Regions from separate parts of the Mus musculus genome. Here all the other regions are linked to region 5. The links are chromatin contacts, called in public Hi-C and promoter capture Hi-C maps. All regions are on one chromosome and are shown on one strand. Each heading gives the region's core, a stretch centred on a gene start, on an enhancer-like site or on the middle of the called end of the contact. The rest is flanking DNA. Distances are from core to core; before and after follow the strand shown.

The links. Promoter capture Hi-C pulls out the DNA fragments that hold promoters and counts their contacts. Hi-C and Micro-C count contacts between places; a contact is called where the count stands out from the background.
Region 1: a promoter capture Hi-C map of pre-B cells shows a contact between it and region 5. The contact joins the promoter of Virma here to the promoter of Tmem64 in region 5. A contact is called at or near these places in 1 of 39 promoter capture datasets (pre-B cells) and 1 of 484 Hi-C or Micro-C datasets (CD4 T cells).
Region 2: a promoter capture Hi-C map of pre-B cells shows a contact between it and region 5. The contact joins the promoter of Wwp1 here to the promoter of Tmem64 in region 5. A contact is called at or near these places in 1 of 39 promoter capture datasets (pre-B cells) and 1 of 484 Hi-C or Micro-C datasets (CD4 T cells).
Region 3: a promoter capture Hi-C map of pre-B cells shows a contact between it and region 5. The contact joins the promoter of Ndufaf6 here to the promoter of Tmem64 in region 5. A contact is called at or near these places in 1 of 39 promoter capture datasets (pre-B cells) and 1 of 484 Hi-C or Micro-C datasets (CD4 T cells).
Region 4: a promoter capture Hi-C map of pre-B cells shows a contact between it and region 5. The contact joins the promoter of Pdp1 here to the promoter of Tmem64 in region 5. A contact is called at or near these places in 2 of 39 promoter capture datasets (cranial neural crest and pre-B cells) and 2 of 484 Hi-C or Micro-C datasets (CD8 T cells and regulatory T cells).
Region 6: a contact with region 5 is called in a Hi-C map of LSK cells, with 9 times the contacts expected there. The contact joins the promoter of Cpne3 here to the promoter of Tmem64 in region 5. A contact is called at or near these places in 2 of 39 promoter capture datasets (cranial neural crest and pre-B cells) and 4 of 484 Hi-C or Micro-C datasets (B cells, CD4 T cells, CD8 T cells and 1 more).
Region 7: a contact with region 5 is called in a promoter capture Hi-C map of pre-B cells. The contact joins the promoter of Ints8 here to the promoter of Tmem64 in region 5.

The regions. Positions count from the first base shown.
Region 1 is chr4:11,484,686-11,487,557 of GRCm38.p6, forward strand. Virma (vir like m6A methyltransferase associated) reads left to right here and starts at 1,273. Exons shown (of 24, transcript NM_001347055.1): 1 at 1,273-1,420. The coding sequence starts at 1,358.
Region 2 is chr4:19,707,434-19,710,380 of GRCm38.p6, forward strand. Wwp1 (WW domain containing E3 ubiquitin protein ligase 1) reads right to left here and starts at 1,571. Exons shown (of 25, transcript NM_177327.5): 1 at 1,406-1,571.
Region 3 is chr4:11,074,591-11,077,464 of GRCm38.p6, forward strand. Ndufaf6 (NADH:ubiquinone oxidoreductase complex assembly factor 6) reads right to left here and starts at 1,615. Exons shown (of 9, transcript NM_001085493.2): 1 at 1,390-1,615. The coding sequence starts at 1,586.
Region 4 is chr4:11,965,101-11,968,160 of GRCm38.p6, forward strand. Pdp1 (pyruvate dehyrogenase phosphatase catalytic subunit 1) reads right to left here and starts at 1,350. Exons shown (of 3, transcript NM_001098230.1): 1 at 1,202-1,350; 2 at 514-548. The coding sequence starts at 544. 1700123M08Rik (RIKEN cDNA 1700123M08 gene) reads left to right here and starts at 1,474. Exons shown (of 5, transcript NR_040577.1): 1 at 1,474-1,583.
Region 5 is chr4:15,264,458-15,267,330 of GRCm38.p6, forward strand. Tmem64 (transmembrane protein 64) reads left to right here and starts at 1,363. Exons shown (of 3, transcript NM_181401.3): 1 at 1,363-2,292. The coding sequence starts at 1,495. Gm51436 (a long non-coding RNA gene) reads left to right here and starts at 2,300. Exons shown (of 2, transcript XR_003955370.1): 1 at 2,300-2,873.
Region 6 is chr4:19,568,559-19,571,517 of GRCm38.p6, forward strand. Cpne3 (copine III) reads right to left here and starts at 1,550. Exons shown (of 16, transcript NM_027769.3): 1 at 1,443-1,550.
Region 7 is chr4:11,252,689-11,255,660 of GRCm38.p6, forward strand. Ints8 (integrator complex subunit 8) reads right to left here and starts at 1,571. Exons shown (of 27, transcript NM_001159595.1): 1 at 1,293-1,571; 2 at 88-262. The coding sequence starts at 1,422.

The DNA of each region.
Region 1 (2,872 bases), core at 23-2,522, 3.8 Mb before region 5:
AGGGCGTCAGATCTCGTTATGGATGGTTGTGAGCCACCATGTGGTTGCTGGTATTTGAACTCTGGACCTTTGGAAGAACAGTCGGGTGCTCTTACCCACTGAGCCATCTCACCAGCCCCCGAAACCTCAATTTTAAAAAGAAGAAAATGTCCTAAGGGAAGGTCATGAGATCAAATACAAGACCTTGAACAAATCTAACAAATGAATAGACAGTGTCTAGTTGAAAGCAATTCTGGCAAACATACAGGAGAATGGAGACATTTTAAGCCTCCTCAGCAGAGCACGACAAAGAGACAGTTATATAAACCCTGAGAGGGAGATAGCCTAGGCACTGAGCTGATCCACCCCACTCTCTCCCTGATGGCCTGTTCCTACTTTTGCTGATCTGCTTTTGTTTTGCTACAACTTTGTGTCTTGATGGGTGGTTCCTGAGAGGACCAGAATAGAGAAAAATTCCTTCTTAACACTCCCTAGGACTATGTATAGTTTCAAGTGTCCAGCACTTGACAGAGAAACTATTCATAAAATTAAAACAAACACACTTTTTATTTTGAGGCAGGGTCTCACGGAGTAGTAGTCTAGGCTGGTCTGAAGCTCAAACTCTTCCTTTGTCCTTTAAATGCTGGAATTGGCAGACTGCTTGTCAGCCAGAAATAGACTTTGTGCTCTCTCTTATATTCGTGACGTTTCATTTATATACCTTTTTGAACCTTATAAGAATTAATCCTCATAATCAGCTCGTGGGATTATTCATCATATTTAACATTTTCATAAACGAGAAAATTTTCCTTTCGTTTGCTGAGACAAGTTGTCTCCCTCCCTCTTTCTCCCTTTCCCTCATTTTTTGAGACACGGTCTCATGTAGCTCAAGCTGGGATTCAACTCCTGGCTGGCCTTGTGTGTGCTCTTTTCTTCTCTTTGAAAACAGTGTCTTTTCAGATTCCCTCATTGCATGGTTTTGTTTGGAGAGCATGCCTCGTGGGAGGCATACGGTGCCGTGTGTCTAGATTTGGCACACTTTCCTATCTTCTAGAACTCATCGCCTCTCGCAGGCGTCGTGGCTCCGCTACTCCGGAGAACCACGGGATTTGGACCACTGCAAACACCGTAGTCCCCGCCCCTCTTTTTTTTTTTTTTTCCCTGCCCCTTTGGGCTCGCAGAAGGCGCCCTCCGCCGCGCTGGAGGAGGCGGGGCTTACGGCTTAAGTCAGCAAGCTGCGATGGGATTGGTGGAGGCTTGAGACGACAGCGTCCTGTTTACCGGAAGTACTGCAGTTTTCCCCCTAGCTGGAGCCTCGGCCTGGGAGGTTGGAGAGCTGCCCCGGAAGTCATCTCCCGGTCCCCCGCCCGCGGCAGACATGGCGGTGGACTCGTCTATGGAGCTGCTATTTTTAGATACTTTTAAACATCCGAGCGCTGAGGTAAGGCCTCGCGACCCGATTTCGACACGGCCCCTCAGTTCCGGTACCCCTGCTGCGGAGTCGGGGGCCGTCCGGGCGGTGTCCTCCCTCAGTCGCGCGCGCGCGGGGGTCCTCTGGTCCACACCCCCTCCCCCAGCCCGGTGCGAGCCCGGTGGCCCTGGGCGGCGGCCCTGCCTTTCTCGGCTTTGATTTGGGGCCCGCGGCTTCAGTCGAGTCAGTCGCGCTGCTGACAGTTTGTCCTGTCAGCGTTGAGTCCTGCGGAGGGTCCTTGGTCTCAGGTGTACTTCGGGTGGGATGCAGGCGTGAGCTTGGGCATCTGGTTTTTGACAGTAGTGTCGGGTTCTGGATGCCCTCAGGGTACGGACTATCCAGGATCCTAAGTCCTCTTCTATCTCTCTTCTAACGGCGGTCTCATTGCTCAATTTGTCATAGCACTTCAATAGTTTGGGAAGGAATTCACCTATTAGGACATGACAGATCTACGAGAATCTCCTTTGCGTGGAGGACACTTGCGAATCATGCAGTATTGAAGGACTAAAGACTGTCATTAGAAAGCAAGTCTGTTGTTTTCAGGGGACGAAGGTGGGGTGTTGCGTAGTTTTGTGTACAGAATTACTTTAGCGTCCCTGAAAGGCCTTGGAATTCTTAAGTTGAATGTACTGAATGTAGCGAATTAACGAAGATTCGCAAAAATGAACTATAACGAAGTCCACAGAGAAATTCGGCTGCGAGGAAGAGAGAGTAAATGAACAAGCCTCATATTTGTTTGTTTCACCGGAAACCTAATCATTTCGAGAGTCATTCTTTGGGGATTGTCTTGTTTCTATGAAGACTGTATTCTTTTTTTTTTTTTTTTTTAAGATTTATTTATTTTATGTATGTGGGTACGCTGTCGCTGTCTTAAGACACACCAGAAGAGGGCATCAGATTCCTTGTGAGCCATCATGAGGTTGCTGGGACTTGAACTCAGGACCCCTGGAAGAGCAGTCAGTGCTCTTAACCGCTGAGCCATCTCTCCAACCCTACTGTACTCTTAATATGACAACATGAAAGTAGGGTAGAGTGTCTCCTATTCTTTCTCGGTTGTATGTCCTGGGTTTAGACCGTACCTAGGAAAACATAAGCATCTGAATGAGAAGAGATTTAAAATGTTCTCTTATGAAGTAATGAAATGAGTACGGCTGCATTTTCTTGAATAAATGAATGAGTGACTGCTGGGCTATGTAATTCCAGCCAGACTTGAGAAAACGCAAAATGGCTGCCAAACGCAAAATTGTTACCAGAACAAACATCTTTATGGAAGTAGAGAACAATAAAATTTAAAGAAAGAACCAGGCATGGCATTAATGTTTTTTATCCCAGTACTTGGGAAGCCCAGGTAGGCAGATCTTTGTGAGTTTGAGGCCAGTGAACTCTCATAGCAAGTTCCAGGACAGTCAGGGTTACATAGTA
Region 2 (2,947 bases), core at 321-2,820, 4.4 Mb after region 5:
AGATCCTGCCATTTATTCACAGGGACATAAAAGGAGCATCGGTATATAACCCAACACACATACCTCCTCCATAGCCTGCAAAGACAGAAGCTGCTAACCATTTGATCTACATATACCTCCAAATACCTCACTGTCATGCAGTTGATGCTTAATAATTGTGCAAGGATGTAACAGAAATTTCAGCCAACTCAAGAGATTACCATCTCTTTGAAGGCAAGAGACCTGATCAGCCATGCCCTGGGTTTCAAAAGTACAGTGTCTTAAAAGCAGCTCTACATTTTACGTGAAGAATTATTTGGAAATGTTAATAATCTATGTCTCAAAGAGCTAAGTCACATTTCTCAAGCATCTCAATTTCAACAGCTCCAACACTTGGACATTATCTTTGAATTTAAAATGTTAACTAGTTATTTAAAAAATGGTAATTTTCAGTCAGCTTAAGCACATAGTTTTATGGCTCAAGGAAGTTAGATAAATGAAAGAATGTCTTTTTTAAAAGGAGAGTTTTACTAGCAGTTACATACAGACTTGGTGAGACATGTTAAGTGGATTTATACATAAGCAAAAACTCTTACAGAAACCTACAGACAACTGTGAACAGGGTATTTCATCAGGGGTAAAAAAAACACCAAATGGGGAGTGGGAAGGTAACTCTGGCATTTTTTTCCATAACTCTAAGTAGCGGCATTTTAGGGGGAGGAATTCAATTTTATGCACACAAAAAGATGAAACATTAACAGGGAAAACACAGACATTTGTGAAATATTTTATGGTGGACGAGTAAAATATTTCAAAAGCATAATAGATACACCTTCTTTTTGGTAATAATGAAGAGGAATCGCTTAGAGCAAAAGAACTTACAACTCCAAACCGATGAGTAGAAAGCCATACAGCCCTAAGCCACAAACTGATCATTTAAGGACTGTAAAGGCTAAAGGCGACGGGCAAAGTACCAAATCCTAACAATACTACATTTTAAAAGAAGATTTAAAGGAAAAGGACCCAAATCACGAGATGAGGATTAGAAAATTTTGCAAGGTCACTTGAACCTACCAGGTCACCAAAGGTGGAGATTAAGATTGTTGGTGAGAGGAGGTGCGGAGTCAGTGAAAAAAAAAAAAAAGCTGAATGCTAAAAACGTGTCAGAAAAGGACGTTCTGAGGCTGGCGTCCCGGCTCGCGCCGGTGGGATCCGGGTGAAAGTCAGGGCAGCAGTTCTGAGGCGGGGAAGCTGGGACGCCAGCAAGCCGCCGGTCAGGAGGCTGAGCACTGCAGTCACCGAGCCACTTCGCCGGGCTCCGGTGTCACCCGCACAGGCCGGTGCCAGGGCCAGCTCGGGGCAAGCCCGGCGACCCCACCCCGGCGAACTCCGGCCCGGCCGCCCTCCAGAGCCCCGCTGTACTTACCCGCGCAAAGCTGCGGCTCCCGGGGCCCGCAGCCACCGCGGCGGCGCCTCCTCAGCCCTCCGCGCCCAAGATCGCCATCTCGCAGCAGGCGTCGGCCGGGCAGCTCAGGCCGCCCGCAGCCACTCGGATCCCGCACGCCAAGCGCGCCGACACCCGGCCCTCCCCCCACCCACCCCGGCCTACACCTCCCTTCCTCGGGAGCGCGCAGCGTGCTCGCGACTCCGCTGCCGCTGCCGCGCACGGGCGCGCCTCCCCGCCGGGGCCGCTCTGAGCCTCTGGTCCAGACCGGGAATCCAGCTGCCCTCGAGCATGCGCAGCGAGCGCGCGCCCAGCCCGCCTAGGGGCCACTCCGCTCCTCCGGGTCTTCCAGGCGGTCAGGCGGAGAGGCACGCCAACCAATAAGGGAGAGGAGGTGGAGCCAGAGCCGGAAAGGGGGCGGGGCAGCCGCCGGGAAGCCGGTGGTGACTTGTGAACAGCAGCTACCTGGTCTGTTCAGTCAGCTGCAGAGCTTCCTGCATAACCTCAGGGAAGACCCTCCAGGCACGTCCGTGCTTTCGCAGCCAAAGTAGGCTGCGAAGGAAAACCCCTTGACCTCGCTTTAATATTTGATTTAGGGTCCATTAGTAATGGTAGTCACACGAGACCATTGTGTTGGTAATGAAATTGTTCCTTTCTCTTGGCACCACAGTGGCCCAGGGACAAAGCTACTACTGATTGAGCAAGTGCATATATCCCTTTTCGTACAGTTAATGGACACAGTAATTCTGAAAGGTAGCTGTCTCTTGACTCTTTGACACAATGAGTCAACTGGTTTAGAAAAGAGCTGTTGGTAATTTACATTGCGAGAAAGGTCACACTGCAGTGTAATGACCACATTACTCACCATATGGCCCGCCATTCTACTTCAGAGAAAGAACAAAAGTTCTTCCAGAATAAATAGTACATTTAGCCAAACACCTCAGCTAGACCTCACAAATTAATTTAAACCCACCCCAGAGCCGACTAGTTCTCTTGTCAGAAAAGTTCACGAATCCTGGCTTCTTGTTGCCTGTGACACCTTTAACTTCACTACTCCATAGGTAACAAGTTCTCAGCCTAATCACCTTGTAACATTTCTGTTCTAAATATCTTGTTAACATTAAACCACCTTTCTGATTCACTCCGTTGTTGCTGCAACTTTTGAAGAAGAGAAAAAAGTAGTCTACCAAGAAGAACACTAAGGCTCCATGAGTATTTGTAGGACTCAGTAAATACCACTTGAATGAACAAACGTTCATTCTTTTCCACTCTGGTCCATTAGTTACTAGCCCCTAATTTTACATATAAGTTAGGGGCATATGCCTATGGTGCACAAAAATCTCTCAAAAATGTACATGACAATTTTACTTTTCTTCAACCTATTCCTCTTGCTGTGATAAATGACTGGTCCAAAACAACTTAAGGGAAATGGAGTTTACGCTGGCTCATACCTAGTGACCGGAGCTTGAAGCAGCTGGTCACAATAAACCAGAAGTGAGGAAATAGAGTGAGAGGCATGCTTAT
Region 3 (2,874 bases), core at 365-2,864, 4.2 Mb before region 5:
TCAGTACTTGGTCAGAGTCAGGGGAACCTGAAACTCTTGGCAAACACAGAAGCAATTGCATTTCTCAGATTTGCTTCCCTAATCAGATCCAAGGTGATTTAGTTATTTTAGTTACACTCTAAAGCCCTTCAAAGCAGGCATTTGGCTGTGTACTTAAGAGCTGTTCTTCCAGAGGTGTGATTCCCAACATCACATTGGTTCACAACTGTTCCAGAAAATCTGATCGGTGGCACTAGGCATGCACACAGTTCATACACACAAGCAAAGCACGCATACACGTGAAATAAAAATAACACACAATAAAAACAACAAAACAAAACAAAAAAGACCCGACACTTGAGAGGCAGAGACCAGAAGGAGTTCCAGGCCAGCCTGGTCTACAGGGTCAACCACAGCTACATAAAAACCCTGTCTCAAAACAAACAAAAACCATACCGGATAACTGCTGTTAGCAGGGAGGGCAAAATGCAGGGGCGGTGTGGGTGGATGTAATTAAGCCATAGATTATTCATAGGGCTCAATTCCCATCAGGCCCAACCCCCACACATGTCTACAGAGGAAATCCCAGATGTCTTTCCTGACACCAGGTGAACAAAACACAAGTCATGAGGCTGTTCTTGTAAATCTCTGGCAAATCCCTTGTTCCCTTGAAATTATTAAACTTCATCTTAAAAATTGTATTTATTTTTATGTGTATGAGTGTTTGCGTACACATATGTCTATACACTGCTTACCTGGTGCTCAAGAAGGCCAGAAGAGAGCATTAGATCTCGTGTCGGGGCTGGGAATCAAACCTGAGCCTGTTCTCTTAACCGCTAACCCATTTCTCCAGCTCTTAATGCTCTAACTCTTAAACTCCCTTGATGGGAATCACAACTTGAAAGGAGAATTAAATAAGCTGCTTTGGACTTTACTTTTGTAAACAAAATTTTAGCTTTGAGGTTGCTTTGTAGTTAAATCTAAACCTCTGGCCAGTACCTCCTAAGAAGATGCGTCAAAAGTGAGTGTGCCAACTTTTGTGAGATGTGTTTATCCAAAGCACGCTGGGCAAGCACCCTACCAATGGACCTAAAAATGCGCAGGCCCCGTGAATTACTTTTAATAGTGCAGCACACAGAGCCCAAAGCCAGTTAACGGTGTTAAAGTCACTAGCTGTCCATGAATAAAAAGTGCTATGCATGCAAAGGTTGTAGGGTCCATTAACGTTAGGGTTCAGGCAGAGGATGTGCTGAGCCACGTGAACAGGCCTGCGGTCTCCTTCTCCAAGCACGGGCACAGAGCCCAGCAGAACGCAGGACCCGGAGGACGCAGCCCCAGGCTCGGGGTTCAGCGCTCTGCGTTCCACAGGCTCTGGGCTCTCGGGGATGTCCCCCGGGCGCGGCCACTCACCTCAGCAGCTCCAGGCAGTAGAGGTGGGAACCGGGGATGCCTGGCCCGCTGGCCGCCGCCACGCTGCGCCGGACCGCCGAGGGCCCCGGCAGGCGCCGCACACGTTCCCACGCATCCCGAGGCGGCTGGCGATGGAACAGGTTAGCCAAACCGAATGGCCTTGGGCCGCGGACAGAACCCAGCATGGAGGTCGCCATGACACCCGCTTCGGGTGCCCTCCGACCCTGAGGCCACGCCCCCCGGAAAGTGGCCACGCCCCCGGCAGATCTCTGCAACTCCGCAAAGGAAGGACGCCACTCAGACCAGAGCCAGGTGTCGCTATAATCCTGCACATTGGTGACTTGGTTGTCCTCTCCAGCGTCCACTCCCACAGAACCCCAGAACGCCAAAAGGGATGGGTGCCTGCTTTTTAAAGAAGCGACTGACGTTACATCCTGTCACCCCAGAGACCCCCATCCTCTCTTGATCCTCTTCAAGGGCGCTATTGACACTTGTAACCGCACTGCTGGAAGCTTGTTGTACCTGAATGCCCACTATTCACCCACACACATTCCCAGAGACCTCCCAGCATAGCCCTGAACAGGTACACTGATTAGCCACTCTACCTCCAAGAGAAAAACACAAAGATGCTTGAGAGATGCACCAGGTTATGCCTCCATTATCAACCACTAAGGATAAAGGGGAAGGAGAGGAAGGGGGAGAGAGACAGAGACAAAATTTAATTTCTTTCCTTTTGCTTTCTTTTCCTTTTCCTTTTCTTTTTGTTTGTTTTTTGTTTCTTTTGTTTTTCGAGACAGGGTTCCTCTGTGTAGCCCTGGCTGACCTGGAACTCACTTTGTAGACCAGGCTGGCCTCGAACTCAAAATCCGCATGCCTCTGCCTCCTGAGTGCTGGGATTAAAGGCGAGCGCCACCACGCCCGGCTCCTTTTTCTTTTTTAACAGTAACAATATATCATTTGCTGTTAGTTGTCTCTCACAACACTCTAAAAGCCCAAGAGCATGGAGTCATTTGTTTCCTGCTTTAACCCATTGACAGTCCCTCGATGTTGTAAAATCTGACTTGCCTCTGTCATCTGTAACGCCAGCACTAAGAAGGCTGAGACAGGAAGTGTTGAGTGTTCAAAGTCAGCCTACACTACACAGTGAGGTTGAAGCAAGACAAAAAGAGGAAGTTGTGAACCTGAGATAGAAAAGTAGCCTCTCAGCCAGGAATCAGGCCAAAGCCTTTTGCCTGTGGAGAATTTAGAATTCCAGTATAAGGCTAGAGAGATGGGTCAGTCAGTAAAATGGTAAGATAGTACCAGATGAGGTGAAGGAGCTCAGAAGACAAAAAGGAGGCTCAGAGGGGCAGGAGACAAAAGAGGGTAATGGGAGGCAAATGTTGAAATACATTATGTACATGCCATAATGTGCTAATTTAAATACTTAAATACAACAGTTTAAAATACAATAAAATGATACTATACTACAAATGATATGTTGTT
Region 4 (3,060 bases), core at 100-2,599, 3.3 Mb before region 5:
TTATTCCACTTAATCAATAAACCCATGGACCAAATCGATTAGAAAAATGCTACTGGTGCGCCTACTCTGGAGCTTCTCGGTCTTGCAAAGATTCTAACGCAAATGAAAATAAATACTACACTTTTCATTACACGTATCAGAACCTCCGTTTATGTAATCTGATTGCATTAAACGCCCTGCATTAAGATTTGTAATTTTTCAGCATTTTCTGGAAACGCCTAGCCATTTCACAGCTCAAGTTCAGTGTCTACAAGAATGAAGAAAAGCCATTATCCTTAAAACACAAAGAACCAAACCAGCACTTGTTTGGTCAGTTTCGTGTGTCCCAGAATATCACACTTAAGCTATCAAAAAATAAAAATAAAAATAAAATCTGGTCCAGAGCGCCTTTGTCTCCTTTTCCTTATCTCACCCTTTAATTCCATGAGGACCCCTAGAGCCATCCATTCATACACAAAATCAGTCACCATCCTTCCCTGGGTACCCAACACAGGTAGTTATGTGAATACCTACCAATTCGTCTGGGCCCGGGACACACACACATTCTCCTGTCATCACAACACGGAGCCGACAACATCCACAACCCGCGCGGACAGCAGCAGCGACAGCAGCAGCGGCCCATTGAAAGCAAAGCAGAGATGCTCATTAGAGGAGGCGGCGGCGGGGAGGCGGGAGCGGAGGAGGGGCGAGGTCTCGCAGCAGCCCAGTGAATGGGCTGGGAGGGGAGGAGAGAATGGAGGGGGGAGAAAGGGGAGGGGAGAAGAAGAAACCAAACAAACCCACCCGGCAGGCGAGGCGGCATCACAGCCCCCGGCGGGCAACTCCAGGAGCCCGGACAGGCGCACCGCCGCCGCTCCATGCAGCCAGCGCACCGAGCCCACAAGCACTCAGCATCTTCAGGCCCGCCCGGCCCCACGCCGCGCCCGCTTCCGCAGAGCTCCAGGCACAGCCCGCCGTGGGCAGCCGGCTCCGCCACGCGGGGCCAAGCGTGTCAGCGGGGAGCCGAGGCAGACACGCCCGGGCCACAGCGGGCGCCCCGCGCGCTGACAGCCGGGTGCCGCCCGGGACCCGCGGCAGCTCCTCGCGACCGAGGCTCCGCGCGCACCCGGCCCTCCACCCGCGGCCGCTCCCCACGCGCGCCCTCCACTTCACCGCCCTGACGCCCCCTCACGACTCGGCAGCGGTGGACGAGGATACCAACCGGGCACAGTCGAGCACCCGCTGCGGTCTGCCCCGGGTGGCGGCCGCACCCCTCCGTGCGCGTCCTTCCCTCACTCAGCACCACGCAGCACCCCGGCGCGCTGCAGCTCGGCCCAGGCCAGCCCACTCCGCGCCCCTGCCTCGCCCGGCCTCCACCCTGCCCCGCCCCCACAGGCGCTCTTGAGCTCTTCGCCTTCTGATTGGCTGCGCAATGGCGGGTGGGCGGGACCCGGAGGGCCAGAGGGGCGGGGGGCGGAAGAGGGCGCGCTCCCCGCCAGTTTTGTGACGTCACGGAGGTCAGACAATCCCTTCCATTTGGCGCGGCTAGCCTATTGGTTCCACGCGTGCGCGCGCCCCGTGACCACGCCCTGTTGCTGGTGAAGGTGGGTTTGCGCGTGCCGCGAGGTGGACAGCCTTGGTTGGGTTGCGTTTGGACTCCCAGATGGGGAAGCGCCTGGGCGGGATCCAGCATCCCTGAGCGCGTGGCGCTTTGGTAGCCAGTTGCTTCCTGGCGGGCGGGCTTTCGCGAATGCCTGGCACTTCTGCTGGGCCCCGCGTGCTGCTCTGGGCTGGCCTGAGAGCCAAGCCTCCTCTGCACTGGGCTGCCCCAGGTAGACCGCGGGAACAACACAATTGAGGCGTGGCAGAGCGTCTCGGCGGTGTCTCGCTTCATTCATTCAAGATCAAGTTGCTGATTTTAGGGTTATTAGGTCGGATTGATAGTCAATTATTTTTATGTCTCCGGGCTAGGAAGCTGTAAACAAAAGCAAAAGGAAGTTTGATGAAGGAATTCTTATCTTTGTAGATAAGAATAACACGAGTGCTCTTGTTCTTGGAAGGACTTTGAAATCAGCATTCCCTCCTTGGTCCCTGACTCATTCAGAGTTATGAATTTTAAAATGCAGCCAGTGAAAGTGGGAAGAGCACTGAACTTGGAGTCAGAAGAGCCTTTCAAGTTATTCCCAGTGACAAAAATCCATCTTCCTCCCATGAGACTCAGTTTGCCTATCTGTGGGGTGAGGTTAGGCTTAAGATGTGCTAAACAACACACTAAGGGTTCTTGCTGCCATCTGCGGTTGTCTCTTTATGGGACAGTGCCTTCTTCACTTACCTACATCCACATAGATGCCATCTTCATGACATGAAACTTTCTTGGGAGAAGCTATGCTTCTGCCCAGTGTTAATGAGTTTACGTTGATTTATTCTACACCTTATTAACTAATAAAGTTTACAAAGTAATTTGGACTAGATAGATGAACTCCCAAGTTTACTGTGAAATTTTATTAATCCTGAAGTATTTAAATTTTTATGTAATAAAGGAAAAACCTTATATAACCAAACCTGCAATTCATAATTCCCCAAATCTTTCAAGCTGCCTCTATTTCTAAACTGGAGAATTTGCTCATCCCCAGAAGAGGCTTACGGGCAGAGATGATTGGTGAGGGGGAAAATATAGGTACCTTTCCCCAACCAAGAACAAACAAGCCAAGATCCCCATCAGTCCCCTGCCTTCCCCTCTTGGAGAAGAGATACATTTATCCTCTCCTAACAACAATCAAGATTAGCCATTTCTACTTAGAGACAGTCCCAATATATCTGATGCAAGGGTTTAGTTTGGTGTGTACACAGTAAGGCAAGAGTGTATCCTCAGCGTTTTAGGGAGAATGCCATATTCCCGGACTTTGCCTATGCATAGTTGACTGTGTGTCTAATTAATGTCAGGTGCACTACAGACAGGAACCTGCACAGATGAAAACAGTGAATGCAGGCCCTAATCTACCAGGAAAAAGAAAAGCTCTCATATTACAACCCTTATCAACCAAATTTTCTTGAACTCTCGGAAAGGAAATCCCGAACAAT
Region 5 (2,873 bases), core at 113-2,612:
ACAAGGTCCAAGTAGCATATTGATGCCTCAAGGTTTAATTTCTCAGACTTATTCTCATTCACACCAGTCAGAAGTGATGATATCACAGTGCCCTGATAATATAACTCTCACATGTCCGTGGTTTTTCTTCTCACTCATTTATATACTTCCATCAAGAAGTAACTGGGATTCTTACTCTTCACTCTGTGGAACACCAATAATTGACAATGGCAAAGAGAGAAAGGATTTTGGAAGGTTCCTAAAGCATCTAAAAGCTAGTCACAAGTCACTTGGCAGAATATATCGTGGAGACTGACCCAAACACGAGGCCTGGACATAGAAGTCAGCCTACTATGACCGAGTAGAGAATACAGGGAATATTTAGTACACCTACTACTATTCAGTCATCCATAACCATGGTCTTAACGGTTGCCTGTGTATCAATGTCAAAATTTCTAGGAGTGATAATTCATGTCAACGCCATATTCCTATTTTCAAACATCCACTGGAATGCCACTTTTGGGTGGATATCATGGACATCTCAACTCTGATGCATCAACTTCATTTGTACATAGTTGTAATATTTTCCTTAAGTCAATGGCTTTCTTCTATCTACTATCTCAGATAAGAACTCTAGCTAACATCTTTGATTCCTTACCTTGCTCTCCTAGCACTGGGTCAGTCATAAGTCTATACATAGCTCGTGAAAGGGCTGGTAACAGCAACCCTTTTTATAAAGGTCTTTTGAGGAATCTTTTCCACTCTACGCAGCACAGTGCTTGGCATTCAGGAAAGGACTAGGGTCTAGAAGGCACATTCTCTGAAGAGTGGCTCTTCACAACCAATTCCCTGGGCTCCTAAACAACCGAGTTATCTAGAAGCCACTGGGAGACTTTGCTCTCTGGGATGGTACAATTATCCTCCTACGAACAGATAAGAACTCCTCCCCTAAAGTCGCCAGACAGCTTTTGGGGGAGAGCGACACCCCACTGCTGGTTTGCAGGAAAGGTCAATCAGAAGCCAAAGAGAGGCACTTGGCAAGAGTCCCAGCAGCTGCGGCCAAGGGTCTTTGACACGCAGGCACGCGCGCGCCCGTGGAAGCTGAGAGCGCGCAGCCCCGGGTCCCCTTTCCGCTTCCCGTGGCCTCCCTCCGCCTCACTCTTCTGCCCCGGGCAGCCGAGGCCTCCGTTGCCTGAGAGACGCGGGTACCTCGCCACTCATCCGCAGCACCAGCCGGGCGTCACGGGGGCGTGACCGACCACCCAGCTATGTCTCCGCCCCCTCTGCGCGTGCCCCGCCCCTCGGGCCCAAGGGGGCGGGCTCTGCGGGCGCGGGGTCCAGACTCGACCGACTCCCGGCGGGACCGCGTCTCGACCGCCGCTGCCGCCCTTCTCCGGCCGTTCCCTCCCCGCGAGAGGACGCAGGGAGCCGAGGCCTGGCGTGCGGGGTGCCATGGAAGGCCGCAGGCGGGGGGACGCGGCGGGAGTGGAGACACTGGCCGGCTGAGGCCGAGGCATGCGGAACCCCGGTGGGAGCCTGCCCCACACGCTGCCCCGGGCCTTGCAGCACGCCGGTCGGACGGGAGTCGTGGAGCAGCCGGGCCGCTGGGCACCGGAGCGGACAGCGGGAGGGGACCGCTCGGAGGACCGCCTTCCCCGCGGGGGCGGGGCCAGCGCGGCGGCGGCTGCTGCTGCGGCGGCGGCCTCGGGCGCCCTGCTCGGCGCCTATCTGGAGCGCCACGGTCTGCCCGCGGCCTCGGACTTGCCGGCGCCGGCCGGGGCGTTGGCAGGCGGCCCCGGGAGCGGCGGCGGCGTGGTGGTCGGGGTGGCCGAGGTGAGAAACTGGCGCTGCTGCTGCCTCGGCAGCACCTGTTGGTGCCGGAGCCTCGTGCTGGTGTGCGTGCTGGCCGCCCTGTGCTTCGCTTCCCTGGCCCTGGTCCGCCGCTACCTGCAGCACCTCCTGCTCTGGGTGGAGAGCCTCGACTCGCTGCTCGGTGTCCTGCTCTTCGTCGTGGGCTTCATCGTGGTCTCCTTCCCCTGCGGTTGGGGCTACATCGTGCTTAATGTGGCGGCCGGCTACCTGTACGGCTTCGTGCTAGGCATGGGGCTCATGGTGGTGGGCGTCCTCATTGGCACCTTTATCGCTCATGTGGTCTGCAAGCGGCTACTCACCGCCTGGGTGGCTGCCAGGATCCAGAACAGCGACAAGCTGAGCGCCGTTATCCGCGTCGTGGAGGGAGGAAGCGGCCTGAAGGTGGTGGCGCTGGCCCGGCTGACTCCCATACCTTTTGGGCTTCAGAATGCAGTGTTTTCGGTAAGTGGGGTCCCCCTGGCCCCTCCTTCTCGTGCTCTCTCCAAATTTGTCTTTTAGAGGCCTTGTGACCACCCTAGGAGGCGCTCTGTATGACAGAAGAGTCATTGACATTTTTATGGCACCCTGAAAAAAATTACACTACAAATTCATATAACACAGCCCCTTGGAAGACCTGATAAAGAACTATCCCCCCCCCCCCCCCCCGTGCGTGTGTTTGTGTATGAGTTTGATAAAAAAAAAGTACTTTGGTAGCTCTTGAGCCATAAAGCTTTGTGACTTGACTTCCCCAGCTTTCTCTCTGCCCTGCATAAATGCAGCAGGGTTCAGATTCAGGTTTCTGGTTATATTGGAGCATGGATCGCTTTTGTTTTTAACAGTGGAGGAGGAGACAGCAGTAGACCCCAAGTTCTTGGAGTTTCCTAAATTTGTAGTAAGCTTCTTAAAAGTAGTTTGCTGTCTTGGAAAAGCTGAGAATCCTGTTTATCTTTGTTTAGAACTCTATTTGAAGTCACCTGGGTGGTTCATAAAAACAAAATGAGCACCGGCTCTTCTTACACACATTATCTAAAGACTCTTGCACT
Region 6 (2,959 bases), core at 300-2,799, 4.3 Mb after region 5:
CTTTAGGGGATAGATCAGAGAAGAGATTCTGAAAGACAGTACTTCCTTCCCTTCCTGTGCCAGGCGTGTTTTAATCTAAAAACCAGAAATTCAGTTTTGTCTCATTAAGAGAGCTTCTGCATGGTCCAATCTTGGAGATGAGGCACTAGATTTTCAGGCTCGAGTGGGGTGCATTTTTCAACTCATCAGCCAAAAGGGGCCGCCTTTTAAAAAATATTCTCAAAACAGAGGGGGCAGGGTGAGGGGGAGTGTTGAAAAGCAGATAGATTCTGAGAATCCACTGTTGTCACTACAACTACCATCATCATTTATCTTATCGTTATTTATGTATCAGACACTTCGATGAGTGATCTACAAACATTTTATTTAGCCCTCACCACTCTGACACATCAGTGCTATATCCATTTTACAAATGTAGAAACACACCATAAAGGGTTGGGCATCCCACCCAAAGGTTAGACAGATAACAAAACCTCAGAACATACTTGAAACTAGACAGATAGTCACTGCCTTTCTTGTGAAATAAGATTCACTTACTTTTGTAAATCGTAAAGTATTAAAAAAAAAGTACAGACCACAATCGAAACCTAATGCTACCACTTTCAGAGGTGCCAAGTTTCATAAATTAATTCCAGTTTCCTGAGGAGTGAAAAAGATAATAGTCGCATTTATGCTTGTTGTGAGCTAACTATATATAAAAATGGTCTTAACACAGAGGTTGTGGGTCACTGCAAACCACTGGTTATTTTAATCCTACTTCACCCTCTGATTATTGGCGGCCACAAACACAACAGAAAGAAACAAAAGCTGATCGCAGTCAAGTGCATTAGCGCCAACACTAACGGTCACTATGCTCTCAAGTTTCTGACTGCAAAACAAGTAAGTGGCACTGCCCTTCCTTCGCGTCGCGTGTGCAGTGAGCCCAAAGCCCTGGACACAGGTGCAGGAGCTTGCTAGGACTTCACCCAGGCCCAGCTTTGCACCGAATTCAGTAGCACCTTTTCCCTCAGCACGCAGCCTTTCCTCCACCGTTCCCCCACACGACCGGTTCGTCTGGTTCACCAATCTTTCCCCGCTGAGCGGGACCGAGATTTCGGGGCTGTAACCCTTCGCCCCACCCTGCCCTTCCACTCGAGGCCCGCGGATCCCCGGCAGGGTTCTTCAGGTGCGCGAGCCGCAGGCCCAGGAGGCGCTCGCGGCCCCCAGGCTGACCCCCAGCCCCGGACTTCCACGGGCCGCGGACCCAGCACGCGACACTCGGGAGTCCCCAGAGTGGGCACCGGAAACCCACGGAGCACTTCCAGCGCCCGGGGCCCGGAGGGACGGGCCATGGAAGCCTGAGGGCCCTAAGTCTTCCCGCCCGGGACCGGCCCGCTTCCCGGGAGGCTGCAGGCTTGGGCTGGGACACACGGCTCCGGAGCTGGGAAAAGTCACGCACTCACGTGCTATATCGCCGCAGAAGTCGAGTGAGGGTGGAGAGCCAGCGAGGAGCACCGCAAGGCGGCAGGACCGCAGGGGCTTTACTGGAACCTGAGGGCTGGACCGCGGAGGGGCGGGGCTCGTGGGCGGAGTCCCGGAGCGGAGGGGCGAGGGCGGAGCTTGTGGGCGGGACCAAGGTGAAGTTTTGCTTTTGATAGGGAGCTTGCTGCCCAACCCATTTCAACCCATTTTCACTCCCAGTTTTCTTTGCTGCGCCTCAACCCGCTGACCTTTTAAAGAATTCTTACAAAACCCGTAATTGACTTTAGGCAGTAAAATATCTGATCTGGTCTGGGGGGGAGGGGGGGGGGGCTCGGAAGTGAAGAGCACTTGTTGCTCTTGCAGAGTTCCCGGTTTGTAGCTCACAAACATCTAGCACATTCCAGAGGATCTGGCATTCTCTTCTGATCTCCCCAAGGCAGCAGGCAGGTGTGTGTGTATGTGTGTGTGTGTGTGTGTGTGTGTGTGTGTGTGTGTGTGTACAAACATGCAAGCAAAACATTCATACATGCAAAGCAAAACAAATAAACCTTAAAAAAATAAAGAAAGAAAACAGATCTGGACAAGGAAATAGTGTGAAATGCCAGCTCTTAAGCATCCTTCTGTAGAGCGTACACCTTCCCAGAGTAATTTTACATGCTTATTTTATTTAATATATATTTATTTTATTTGGTCGTCACAAAAGCTTTGTTATGTGTTTAGCGCCACGTGCCTTTTCATAAGAATGGTGCAAGAAAATACTGTGAAATGTGGTAGGTAAACAGTTGTTCAATTTGCCTAAAGTCATCAGATTATGCTAATCTCAAAATGCCTATGGTGATGGGTACTCAAAGTCACATCCTTCTATTGAATGAAAATTTAAAATATCTGCTGGAAAAAAATGGGATAAAAATCAACAAAGACAAACGAACAGTATTACAAAAGTTACTTCACTTACATTGGTGAGGGGAAAAAGGCGGGGGGGGGGGGGGACACTCAATAGAAAGGACTAAAGAATGGAATGTGATATGTAAGCTTCCAGAGGAGAAAGGTCATCTCAGTCTTACCCAGCAGTGAACCCTAGAGCGCCAGTGATGAGCAGCCTGGAAAGACATGCCCTTTGTGCAATAGTGGCAGGAATATCATGGAAATAACTCACCACTTTCTGATTGGATTTAAGTTCCACTCCACTCCACAAAATGAAATCCATACCTGGCACTATTATCGAGGCAAAAACAACAGCTAGGCAGGTCACAGACCCAGGGGAGAATCTACTATAAATATTCTGCTCAATGGACAGAGTATCAAGTCAGCTCCTAATGGCTTTTCGTTAAACTCATAGATTAATGCACCTCTCCGCTCTCATCAGAGCAGCTTCTGTTTGCAGCCGTGGTGAACAGAGTCCCGCAAATGTCCAAGGCACAGAGGGTGAGACTAAGGAAAGCATACCCCTAAATGGGATAGTTGCATCATGCCCCCTCCTTCCAAGACCCAGCAGTGA
Region 7 (2,972 bases), core at 321-2,820, 4.0 Mb before region 5:
GCCACTATCAGAAAAACATTAGAATCCAGACAGAAACAAAGACATTCAAACACTGCTTCAAATGTAATGCCATTTACAGCTTTATACCTTTTCTCCAGTATGTCTAAATCCCACTTCAAATGTGCAGCAACTTTAAGAGCAAGAAGCTTTAGGACGCGATTTCTCTTGTTATCAGGTGGAGGCTGGACTTGGTTTTGCTCATTAACTGAAGGTTTGGAAGCCTGCTCCAAAAACTGAACTATAAGCTGAACTGGTGCAGGATCTAGGATTTAAAAGAAATTAAATTCTTAAAGTTTTCGTTATAAAAACGCAAAAGGATTCGCGTATACTAAAGACTATGGTACTTGGGGGGCACGAAACATCTGGAGGTGTGGTCAGAGACAGCTGCAGATCGGCGTTTGCCAGCTTAATTAATAAGCAAGAGGGTCTGGGGACGATTCAAAACTGATTCATAACAAAGCATTTCACAGAGAAGAACTAAGCATTACAGGTTCCCAGTTCAAGATAAGACCAATGCCAATTGGAGGAAAGAAGTAGTGTTTTGACAGGGGTCTTTTATTGAACTGTCTCTAGCTTTGTTTCCCACCAGTAAAGTAGCGGCTAATGCCACTTTCTTCACTATAATGAAGGCTTCGCTAAGGACCGCAACCTATTTAAAGAGCTAAGCACGGAGGCTTGGCACCCTAGCCCCTAACAATGTGTCAATAGGAAAGCTCTAAAAGCACTGAGATACACTTGGTAAAACTGCCCCACCAATGATGCCAACTTTTCACAAAGTAGTCTCCTACAAGGCCAAATTCGGATGAGAACTGAGCAAACTAAAGGTAAAGACCTTACATTGTACCTTTACCAAAATGCCCGAAAGAGGAAAAGGGCCATGTTCCTTGCCCAACACGGGTATCCCTATACAACAGCCGAAGCAGCTGTTTTCGGGGGATTTATATTAATTCGGGGTTCAACAGTGAAATACACAATCCCCTGGCTGAATGAACCGAAGGCTACGGCCGGCTCTAGGCTCCGCAGAGCCGCTCTCCCCTCACGAAGTCACCCCCAGGGCCGTGCGACATCGGCGACCCGACCCCCGCACGGCGAGTGCGGGCGCCCTTCGCTGTGAGGACCGCGGCAGACCGAAAGCCTTTGTCTGAAACTTTCCGCAGACGCTCCGCGGCGACGTTCCCGGCTGAGGCACCGTCGAGCTGGGCCCAGCGGCGCCGGCCAGGCCTCAGGCAGCGGGGGACAGAAGGCAGCGGGCCGCAGACCACGCCCGCCCGCCCGCTCGCTCGCTCGCTCACCCGGACAGGCTTTGCGCAGATGCTTCTCCAACAGCGACTCCTCCAGCAGGAACTCGAACCAGCAAGTCTGCGGCGGGGTGCAGGGCCGGCTGGAGGTGGCCGCCTCCCGGTCCGCCGCCTCCGCGCTCATCCTGCCCCCGCCGCCGCTGCTCCCGCCGCCTCCGGGCTCCAACCTGACCCTCGCCCAGTCCCTTTATCCAGCGAAACCGCCCGGAACCTCTAGTCAGCTCGCACAGCCCAAGATGGCGTAGTAGTCGGCCAGAGTCCGGCCCCGGATCCGCAGCTAGCCACGCTCTCGACCAATCCCAGTTAGACTTCGGAGGAAAGGGGCGGGAACAGCAGACTGCTCCGCCCCTTAGCTGCCATGGAGTCTCCTGGCCCTTCAGAAGCTAGATTCTGGCGGGGCTCTCCAGATTCTCTGGACATTCCCAGAGAAAATGAAGCGAGTTCGATGTCTTCGTAAGAAAACCAAAGAGACCAAATCTAGTTGCTTTGTCTTGGGTGCTTTACCTTTTTGAGACTCCTTCCAGCCTAACTCCTCTCCCCGTTTCCCAAGGCTTATTACATAATTAAGATCCAACTTTCCTGGGGTTGGGGATTTAGCTCAGTGGTAAAGTGCTTGCCTAGCAAGCCCAAGGCCCTGGGTTCGGTCCTCAGCTCCGGAAAAAAGAAAAAAAAAAAAAAAAAACAAACTTTTCTGCGACTTCCCAAGACTAACTCTCGGAATAAGAAGCTAGTTAATTTTCCTCAGATCTCCAGTCTAGGCACAGTAAACCCTATTTTACGCGTTCCACCATTCTGAAAGGTCCTTAAGTATCATTATCAATAAAACTAAAAAGCATGGTGTAGTGGGGCATTCCTGTAAAACCCAGCACTTGGAGAGCAAAAGCCAAAGCCAGATTGGTCCTTCTAGAGAGTTCCTGTGATCAGCTGACTGGCCAGCTGATCCGGACAAAATACATCCAGAAGAAAGTTTGAAGAAAACTCCCAGACATCCTATACACACCTCATAGAAAATTTCAGATATGTGTTACTAAAGATGATTGTTTTCATAAAGGGACCCTGAGAAACAAAGAAAAAAATTCAGATTTAGTCAGTTTCTTTTAGATGCTTCTCCTGTTTTGTTTTGCTTTGTTTGAAACAGGGTTTCACTCTGTAGCCCAGAATGACCTGGAACTATGTAGCCCAGGCTAAACTTGAACTTGCATCCATTTTATTGAATCAACCACCCAAGTGCTGGATTATAGATTAAGCTCTTTGTGGGCTTTTTTGGGTGGTTATCTGTTGTTTTGTTTTCAGATTTCTTTTTTTTTTTTAAAGATTTATTTATTTATTATATGTAAGTACACCGTAGCTGTCTTCAGACACTTCAGAAGAGGGAGTCAGATCTTGTTACAGATGGTTGTAAGCCACCATGTGGTTGCTGGGATTTGAACTCTGGACCTTCAGAAGAGCAGTCGGGTGCTCTTACCCACTGAGCCATCTCACCAGCCCCTTTAGATTTCTTTTTAAAAGAATAAAATAAAACCATGTATAGAATATGTAAAACTATTCTATAAATATTCTGATGGATCTTATATCCTTTAGGACTAGCTGGGATAAACTGGGCAGTGGTGGCGCATGCCTTTAATCCCAGCACTTGGGAGGCAGAGGCAGGCAGATTTCTGAGTTTGAAGCCAG